Linked DNA regions of Arachis hypogaea: region 1 is linked to region 2. A link is a contact called in public Hi-C data. All regions are on one chromosome and are shown on one strand. The core of a region is the stretch at or near the end of the contact, and the rest is flanking DNA. Distances in the headings are between cores, read along the strand shown.

What was found. A called contact is a pair of places that touch in the nucleus more often than the background predicts.
Region 1: a Hi-C map of leaf shows a contact between it and region 2, with 2.8 times the contacts expected there. The contact joins the enhancer-like site here to the promoter of LOC112750833 in region 2. A contact is called at or near these places in 4 of 8 Hi-C or Micro-C datasets (leaf and an unstated tissue).

Annotation. Positions count from the first base shown.
Region 1 is chr15:136,530,313-136,535,325 of arahy.Tifrunner.gnm2.J5K5, reverse strand. LOC112747180 (a long non-coding RNA gene) reads left to right here. Exons shown (of 2, transcript XR_003174824.2): 2 at 650-918. Among protein-coding and RNA genes, the nearest start is that of LOC112747180, 2.9 kb to the left of the region's middle. Within about 2 kb of position 3,340, at least 1 of the 3 cell types and tissues checked has open chromatin away from gene starts, as enhancers often do.
Region 2 is chr15:136,446,640-136,451,934 of arahy.Tifrunner.gnm2.J5K5, reverse strand. LOC112750833 reads right to left here and starts at 1,516. Exons shown (of 4, transcript XM_025799705.3): 1 at 1,116-1,516; 2 at 151-219; 3 at 1-40. The coding sequence starts at 1,449.

The sequences.
Region 1 (5,013 bases), core at 2,091-4,590, 82 kb before region 2:
TAATTTTCAATAATTTATTACCGAACTACTACTGAATACTGATAGTTAGAAACTTAGAATTAATTGATTATTGTAGATTGATTATGTATGCTGGTTTCTGTTTGATTTCTGTTAGAATTTACCCAAATTGGTTGTTCACATATGTTTGATACTTTGATTTCTGTTTGATTTTTGTATGTTTTCAATACTTCCACATGTTTTTCTGTTTGATTTTTGTATGTTGGCATTACTTTCACATGTTTTTCTGTTTGATTTAGTACTGATAGTCAGAATTAATTGATTATTGTAGATTGATTCTGTATGTTGGCAGATGAGAACATGAATACTTCCACATGTTTTTCTGTTTGATTATCCATTGTTGTTAGATTGTTATTGTTATCTGTTATAGTGTTATATATGTTGGTTGATGTTGTATATTATTCTTAGTAGTTAGTGGATTGTTGTTGTGGATTATTCTTGGAGATTAGTGTTATATATGTTTGCACACATAGGACACTCCTTGATCCTGTTTTTTTAAGCACTTGTTTGGCTAAGCCTTTGATTGCAGTCACATATAGCTTGAGTAAGGTGTCAGAGTTCATAGCTCCAATTAGGATTGTTACTCACAAGGGATAGAAAACAAGATTGTGATTTGGTGTGTGGAAAACAGGTGACTTGATAGTATGTCCAGAAGGAACAACTTGTAGGGAGCCATATCTATTAAGATTCAGCTTATTGTTTGCTGAGTTGCTGATGAAATAGTTTCTGTGGCTATGAATGCTCATGTCAGCATGTTCTATGGGACCACAGCGGCAGGCTTGAAGTGTTGGACCCATCTTCTTCTTCATGAATCCTCGGCCATGTTACCACATTCACATTATGTTTATTTTTAGGATTTGAGACTTAATGTTTATTAAAATGTTATTGGAGATATGTTTTTTAACTGTTAATTTTTAAGTTTTTAGCTATTTTATACGTTTTACTTATGTGGGACTGGGTTAACCGGTTCAACCAGTGACCCACCGGTTGAACCAGTAACCCAGTGACCCAGTAACCTGACCGGTTCGATCACCGGTTCGGTTCTGACAACTATGATTTAGGTTCTCTTATATCCTAGAAAACTTTACACCTATGCTAAAGGTACTTTGAAGAAAATCTCCTATTTTAAATCAAAATAATAATGTTTAATTATACTATTAAACAAAAAGTATGAGTTTTTTTTTATTTATTTTTAAATTGAGAAGAGTTTTCTTGGAACCAGATTTCTTATCCAAGAAAGTGTGTACTGTGCAGTAACTTGTAACTTGTAAACGGCTTTTACTTTTGACTAATTGATGTTTTGAAAAAAAATGTTTTTTATTTATTTATTCTTTTTCTATTTTTGTCCCTCTTTTGCCAAAAAAAAAAATAAAATAATAATAATAATAATAATAATAATAATAATAATAATAATAATAAAACTTTGTCCCTGCCGAATATATAGAGTTTTTTGTGTTTAGAACAAACCTATTTTATCTGTTTTTGGGTCAGGAGAACAAACCTGTTTAGATGTGGATTGTAGTTTCTATTTCTTTTTCTATTACAATTTTGGGCCATAGAAAGTGCCCATCATTATAGGTAGACTGATTAATTCGTTGGGCAGTGAATAAAGTCCAATATAATTATATAATCCGATTTATTATTTGGGCTTTGTAAACATCCTTGCAAATCTGGTTATCTAGTTTTGAACTCCAAAAAGCACCAGTGTGCAAAACAGAACCTCCAAAAATCCACCCCTTCAGCAAAAATAAAATAGAACTCTAAAACCATGCTGAGAGGAATCAAAATTATCTAAGGTGAGAAAAAATGAGTAAAGTGGTAAAGTGAGAAGTTAATCAATAATGGAGCACATATTTTACGAAAATTACAAAATCAATAATGATTAATATCCCTCATTTTATCACTTTATTAACTTTCTCAATTTAAAATATCTAAATTTCATAGAGAGTACACACTTAAAATTAGTTACTGACATTGAAAAGATTCTCAAAATTCTACGTTTTAGTTTTAGTTTTAGTGCTAGATGTTTGATGAAACAACATTGTTTAATTTTAATGGTTATATTTTTTTGGGACATAAGACGTTTTATGATTCATTAAGGTTAAATAATATCATTCCATCAAGTATTTAGCGTAAAAGATAAACTAATGTCATTTCGTCTAGTCCAGCGTGGAAGGATATGTGAGGAGTAACTTGATTTAGTTATATACTTAATATTTTAAAATAGAAGGGTAAAATTGATTATTTTTTAAAATATTAAGAATAAAATTAAATTAAATCAAATTAAATATTAGATATAATTTTAAAAAGTTAAACATTAAGAAAGAAAAAACGTAATTTACCCAAAAAAAAAAATTTCAAAAAAGTAGTCAAATCCAAAACATGTAGTCATTAGATTGCTTGGTTTAAATTGATTTGTAGAGAATAAGGAGAATAAGAGTGAAAGTGATAACGCTCGTACCCATAAAAGATCCTTACTACTAGTTACGACACAAGCGTCCCATGAAGGCCATGATTGGTTATTATACAAAGAAGGGTTCCCTATCCCCACCAACATTGGTCATTTGCTACCATATATTTTGTCAAAATCACATTTCCTATATATATATATATATATATATATATATATATATGGATATTGATTCTCCTTAATCAATAATACTATTTATTTATTATATATTATTTTTAAATTATCGATCTTTAATTCTTTACAATGAAAAATTTTTCAATCACCATAAAAAATAAAAAATAAAGAATAATTTGATAAAAATATAAAAATAAGAGTAACAATATCAAATTTAAGAGGAGTATATATATAAAACTTAGTTTTAGAGTAGATATCAACATTAAACAAAAAAAAGAAAAGAGTACGTAATTTAGTCTACAATTTTAAAAGTAGCATTTTTTATGTTTTATTTATATTTAGAATTCTCTATTTGATTTTCATTCTACTCTTTTAAATGTTTTTAAAAATAATTTTATATTTTATATTTTTTTGCTAAACAATAAAGAAAAGAAAAATTAAAAACAAGAGGGGAAATTAAAAGAATTCTCATTCTACACTAAAAAAAAAAAAGCAGTTATATAATATAGGAGTAGACACAATTTTGGATATCAAAATGAAGAGATTTTTAATTTTTTTTTTTACAATATCTTTTTCGACAAATTAAAAACTAATTTATTACAGTATTTAACTCTATTTAAGAGTTTTGCCAGGATTAAGGATCAGTGACAATGGAAAAGCAGAGTATAATGGCACCCGCCACGTTTACGGGATTGGTATAAGGTATTCCCCACAAGAACGCACAAACAGCATGACTTATATTATTCATTGATTGATCATTTGATTGTGATAATTACTAGATATAGTTTTCTCGCCAGGTGGCTGCTCCTCATTCATAGTATTTTCCATATTAAAAATCATTGATATTTTTTATACAATCATTGTTTGTTGGTTTGGTTTTTCTTCGGAGATAATATCTTCTCCTCAACCTTATGTGCTTGATTTATTATTCCCAACAGCCATGTCATTGCTCCGCTTATTTTAAGAACAAAAAATAAAATAATAATTAAATACATACATTACCAACCGCCATGGCTGAAATTATAAGAAACGTATAAGAGAAGGAGTTGAATCATACTTTAATTTTTTATCTGAAATAAAAATTTAAAGACGCTTCAAATCCCAAAACTTGTATGCAGCAAATATATATTAGTATAGATTGGTAATCTTATTTTAAGTTCTTTAAAATAGATTATCAGATACCAAATTTTAAGGAAACACTTTCTGAGATCTTCACAGATTTCAAACAACTCTTAAAATATTTTTTAGTTATCTCATATGTAACAGAAAATAGCTTATGAAATTAAGATAAATAAATAAATAAATTATAAATAGATGAGATAATGATTTAGAAGAAGTATAATAAATATTAATTTGGCCTAATATATTTATGTTTTGTCCTAATTAAGAAGCTCAAGAGTTTCATTTATACAATAAGTGTATAGAAGATATTATTTGTAGAGAAATTTTTTTATCCTATAACTTTACTCAAACTGAATGATAATCAAATTCAAGAACTTTTAAAATTCTAATGATTTTTTTGGGTAAGACTTTAATTAGATATTTCACCAACCTAAGAACGTAAATAGTATTTTTTTAATTCTTTTTAAGATTATAAAGTGACTCAAATCGTCTCCTCACCAATCTAAGAATCTTAAATATTCTATTATTTCCATCTCAAGTTAAAAGTGATTTAGGTTAAATACTCTATCAACTTAAAAACTTTATTTTCTAACCTTATGCAAGACTCAGATTAGACTACAATCTACCCTAATAACTTTAGATATTTTTTTTTAATTTTTTCAATACTAAAAGTCACTACTAGATCAAGTTACAAAGAAAAATATTTAATTCAAAAAGTAGCTATAACTAGGGTGTTGAAGAACTTCATAAACTTAATAATTTAGTTTGAGAACTTCCCCTTGTGTTTTGAGAATGTTCAAATATGTTATAAGATGAACATAAACTACCCTCATATAGAATGTAATCTCGTCTAATATAAAAATGTAATTTGCCTAGATTACAACTTGAAAAAAAAATTCTTTTAAGATAGAAAAATGAAAAAGAAAGCAATACAAAACAAAAAAATAAAAATTTTCAGCACATCTTCTAGGGTTTTGAATTTTATATATATAGACAAAGAGTATTAAAGTTCCATTTAACTCTTCTTTTGTCTTTGTCTCCTCAAAAAGATGGTGAAGGCCAATATATTTTGCTTGTGCCGATGCCTGTTATCATATATCGAAATTTTGTAGTGTATTTGTTGCAGATGGTCTTGTTTACTCAACTTAACTTCAAAGGTTATATTCTGGTTCAAAAAATACCTAATTTATTTATATTATATAAAGAAATATTTCTTAGTACATTTTACACTTGAACACTAAATAACACATTAATAAAATTATTAAATTATATTTAAATTTATTAATTAT
Region 2 (5,295 bases), core at 267-2,766:
CCTCTTGGTCTATTTGCAATTTTATCCATCACCAAATTCACTGCTCAAAGTTATGCGCATACATTACAATTATTAAAAAGTACTACCATTACCAACAAATAGCATAATAAAATAAAATAAAAAAAGTACTTCAGCATTTTCTGTTCCTACCTTCTAAAACTTGACCAAAATTCATAAATGCATTTCGCAAGCTTTCTTCAGTGGTTCGAAAAGATAACCCTGAAATAGAAAAGGAAACAAGATATATAAAGTAGATGCAAATAAACAATATCAAAGTCTCAGAAACAAAGCTATTCAACATGGCGAGATGGCAATGGAATGAAATCACAAGGAATCACAGCATATCAATGAAGCGCTGAAGTTCAGTTCGGAGGAAATGCAGTTGCAATGAAAAAAAAAAAAAATAGTAATCAACCTTTACTAGAAATTGTGCTGCTAGATGAAATGAGCATTGTTTGCTTTACTCTATTATTAGGTATTCGATTAACTCAGCTTGAGGAACTATGGCTACGAATATGAGCACAGGACTCGTCCGCTCCTAGAACTAAAACACGGGACAAATGCGAGGAAATGAGCTTGCTTACCACTTGACCACCATGGTGTTTGTAGATGAAATAGGCAAAGAGTCTAAGTTGTATTGGACAACAGTTTTCTATTTCAGGCCTAATAGTTATATGTAAAAGAAAAATAACATGATGAAAAACACCTAATGTGAGATAGATTAATTACTCATAATCACTTTTCTTAAAGAGAAAAAAAAAAAAAAGAATTAAAGTCATTCACAGTCATCATTCGTCCTAACTTTATAAAAAGAAAAAAGCCTTCCACTTCTGTAATGCATATTAACAACTGACACCATTACAGCATCCAATTCCTCCGAATGAGAGCAACCACGTTACCATCAATACAATTTAAGCTAAGCTATTATCAAAGGCTTCCAATGATAAAACTATTCATATGTATAAGCAAATCAAAAGATATTCCCCCTAATTTTGCCACTAATTCAACCCAACTGGCCAGACCCATAAAACAAAACAAGGGAAAGTTATCATCTTTGCAACTGTAGGTCGAATTTTGAATAAGAAAATTGAAAAGGTGTAGTTAAAGTAGCTAACCACTAACATAGAGCTTAGTTGAAGGAGGAGCAGCAGAAGAAGAACTTGGTTTGCTATTGGAATTAGAAGAAGTTGATGATGATGATGAATCAGAAGCATGTGGTTGAGGGAGACACGCCAACACATAGCAACAACACTTGCTGCTGAACGGTGATGAAGAAGAAGAAGAAGAAGAAGAAGAAGGGAAAGGGATTGTTATGCGGTTGGTTTTGGAGCAATTATGATAAAGTTTGCGTTTTTGGGTGAAAATGAGAGAATTTGAAACGGGTAATGATGGAAACGGAGATTGAGGAAGTTGTGCACCAAAGACGATGCTGTTAGCAATATTAGCCATTTCCTTCCTCTGCTATGCTTTGAAAAACACAAGCCAAGAAGAGCAAGCAAGTAGCACATAATAACTAAATAAAAAAATATATATTAATATGGGTTGGGTTATGACAAAAAAAAATTGGGTTGGAGTATGTTGGACTTTTTTTTTTGGTGACGATTATGTTGGATTTGAAATTTGGGTAATATACTTATATATCAAAATATACCAAAAATTTAAAACATCATAACCAACCCATAATAATCAAATTGGATTGGTTTAGGAGTTAGCTCACTAGTTGGTTTAAAAGAGTGTCAGAATTTGAATCCTGCTCTGTCATCTGTGCATGCAGTAACCTATTAGCCAATGACAAATCTTTAAATGAAGTTTTGATTCACGACAGATTAGTCATTGACCTGCCGAGTTGGAAGATATCATGGAAAGAAAACGGTAATGTTAGGAAGACAAAAAATGGCCACAATTTGTCATATTTAACATTTATTAATTATTATAATAATTAACGAATATTAAATAAGATAAGTTTTGGCTAATTTTTTTTGTTAACAAATATTTTCGGAAAAAAAAATAATGCATTAATAATTGTTTATTTTAAAAAAAATTAGGTAATCTTGATTAATTTTCTTTTCCTTTATGTTAAGTTTGAGAAGATAAAAATAATAATTTGATGATAATTAACTAAATATTATAATTTTGGGTTAAAAGTCCAATTGTATGTTTAGTGTAATAGGCCCAAAATCCTCTTAAACAGCATACTTTTCTTCTCTCTGGTCTATAAACAAATGATCAAACACTCTCATATCTCTTTAATTTGTGACCCATATGACTAACCCTAAATTAAAGAAGAAAGAGAACTCTCACAAGTAAAAAAGGGTTGCTCAGCTTAGGGTTCAATCAAAAGAAAAAAGGTGATTACTAAATCCAAACAACAAAGAAGAAAGAAGAAAAAAAAAAGTCAGAAGCTAGTACACAAAAGTAAAAAGCAAATCAAATGTTGAATTAGAAGAAAATTAGAACAATATTTTCATCTTTGTACTTTCATTGCAGTTTGTTGAAGTTGCCTTCCTCCTGCATGCATTATTTGGGTAAGATGAAAAAATAGATGTTGTGTATCATTGCTACCAATCAAAGGTCAAAAATAAAACTTGGAGTCAAAGAATGGATGAATGACTTAGATCTTTGAAGCCAAAAGAAAAATGAAAAAAGAGAAGCAACAAGGTAAGGATGCATGCCAACTCTAATCACTACTGCTATCAAATCTCTTCTCTGCGTGACTACTCTGATTTTGAGGAAGAAGAACAAGTCAGAGGTGTTCAACCAAGATCAAATTTTGGAAGCTTTACTCTTCTTTAAAATGGGTAAACGGCCAGAAATTGAAGTAAGGAGAGTGAGCACACTATTTGGATATTCATAGCTTTCAAGCTATCCCTTTTTCTTCTCCATGGCTTTATATTGAATTTTCTAATCTTCAGTTTTTATCTTTTTTTGTTTCTTATTAATGAAAAAAGACATTAGGTGAGTAGGTGAGGTAATAGGAAAAGACATTGAGAGAAAAGACAAAGAGAGTATTCTTAGAGAAAAGCCATAAAATTATTTGAAACTCTTTTGTTTATATTTCTGTTTTGTATTCATGATTCTGAGGAGATTTTCTTACTAAGTTGGGTGAGTACTTAGTGGTTAAAAGTCTAGAGAGTGAACATAGCCAAATCAAGCTTGGGTAGAAGTTTGGTTTGTCCCAGATAGAATTGCATAGAATAATAGAAAATTGGTGATTGTAATCTTTGTGAAAGATGGTGAAAATTCTACCACTGTTGTGGTAGATACTAGATGTAGGCTACATTACATAAGATGGTTGAACCAGGATATATGGCTGTGTATCTCTTCTCTGCTCTGTTATTGGTTTCTTTTGATAAGAGACAAAATAAAATTGTTTTCTGCATAATCAACTTAGAAGAAGTCACAACAACCCAGTTTGCTTAAAAGTAACCTGTTTGCTCTATTCCTGATTAATCGTTAAGAGACAAAACAAAATTGTCTCCTGCATAATTAACATAGTAGACTCAACAGCAACACTGAGTAAAATTCAGTTTCAAGTTAAGTGTACAAAAATTAAAGTGGCCATAGATTCAACTCCCCTTCTCTAGGCCATTGATAACCTTCAATTGATATCAGAGTCAGGTCTCAAGGAATCAAGTTTCACAGCTTAGAGCAAAGATCTAATGGCCAATAATTTGGGTGGGAACATAATGGCTTAAACACTCACTGAGGGTCCGTCCAACAATAGACTTCCCTTCTTCAATGGCAAGAACTACACCTACTGAAAGGAGAGAATGATGATATTTGTGCAATTCATTGATTACAATATTTGGAAGATCATTATGAATAGTTTGAAAGTTCCAACAAAAATAAGTGCAGAAGGAGTGGTAACTCCCAAAGAAGAAGCCGAATGGAACAACAAAGATAAGAAGAAGGTGGAGCTAAACGCAAAGGCAATCAACATGATGCATTGCTCAATTAGTTTTGGAGAACACCGGAAGGTATCAAGGTGCAAAATAATAAAAGAGATTTGGGATAAACTCCAAGTCACTCATGACGGAACCGAACAAGTCAAGAAAACAAGGATCGATATGTTAAGAAAGGAATAGGAAATGTTCACAACGAAGGAAGGAGAAACCATCGATGAGATGTTTGAGAGATTCTCAATCATTATCAATAGCTTTGATGCTATGGGGATGACCCATACCGAACAAGTGTTAGTGAGGAAGATACTTAGAAGTCTCACCAAAGAGTGGAAAACAAAAGCAACTGTCATCTTTAAAAGTAGCAATCTGAACAAAATGTCATATGATGAGTTGAAACGTATAAAACTACCCACATGAACTGAGACACAAAAAGGAAAAGAGTGGCCTTGAAATCCAATATTGATTCATTGGTAGTTTTTCAGATGATAAAATTGTGTTTTTTGCTAGGAGGTTGAGAAGACGCATGAGAAGCAAAGGAAAGAACAAAGGCTCAAGCTCAAAGGAACACAAGAAGGATTTTAGCAAGGTCATATGCCAACATTGCAAGGAAGATTGCTCACTTCAAGTATGACTGTCCCAAGCTAAAAAAGGAGGACAAGATGAGGAAAGACAAGAAGAAGGTGCTAATGGTGTCATCAGAGGACTTGGAAAATGACTCAGAAGATGATGAAGAACCAGAACACGAAGCACAAGCTTGTTTCATGGTTAACCAAGATCAAATGAAAGACGTAAACTATCCTATCCTAACTAATAAAGAATTATATCAAATGATTGATGAGTCAACTGCACATGTTAGAAATGTTTTGGATAGATTATATAAATGTGAGGCTGAAAATAATTCCTTAAAAGTTGAATATACATTCCTCAAAGAAAAACTAAAGCAAACCAAAAGTGCTATTGATTTAATTAAAGAAAATTAACTTCTTAAATTTGAAAATGAAAAATTTAAAAGGAAGCACTCGATTATTGCTTTAGTGGACCAAATTGATGAAAATAAAAAATTTCATAAAATAATCAAAAGTTTGAACCAAGACATAGCTAAATTTGCTCAAAGTTTTAGAAACTTAGACAAATTACTAGCTAGTCAAATACCCTTATTTAAAAATCTGAGTTGGGATATTTTGATAAAAATGAAGCTGTTTTTGAAAAAAAACTCATGCTAAAATAGAAGCTTCAACTTCCAAAAACAAAGAACTTCAAACCTTTTATCACTTATAAAAATCAACAAAGAGGAATCATTATCAAACATGCAAAAAACATGGTCATTCATGTAACACCCTATCATACTTAATCTTATACTTAAGTCATAAGACTGAGATAGTAAGGTATTACG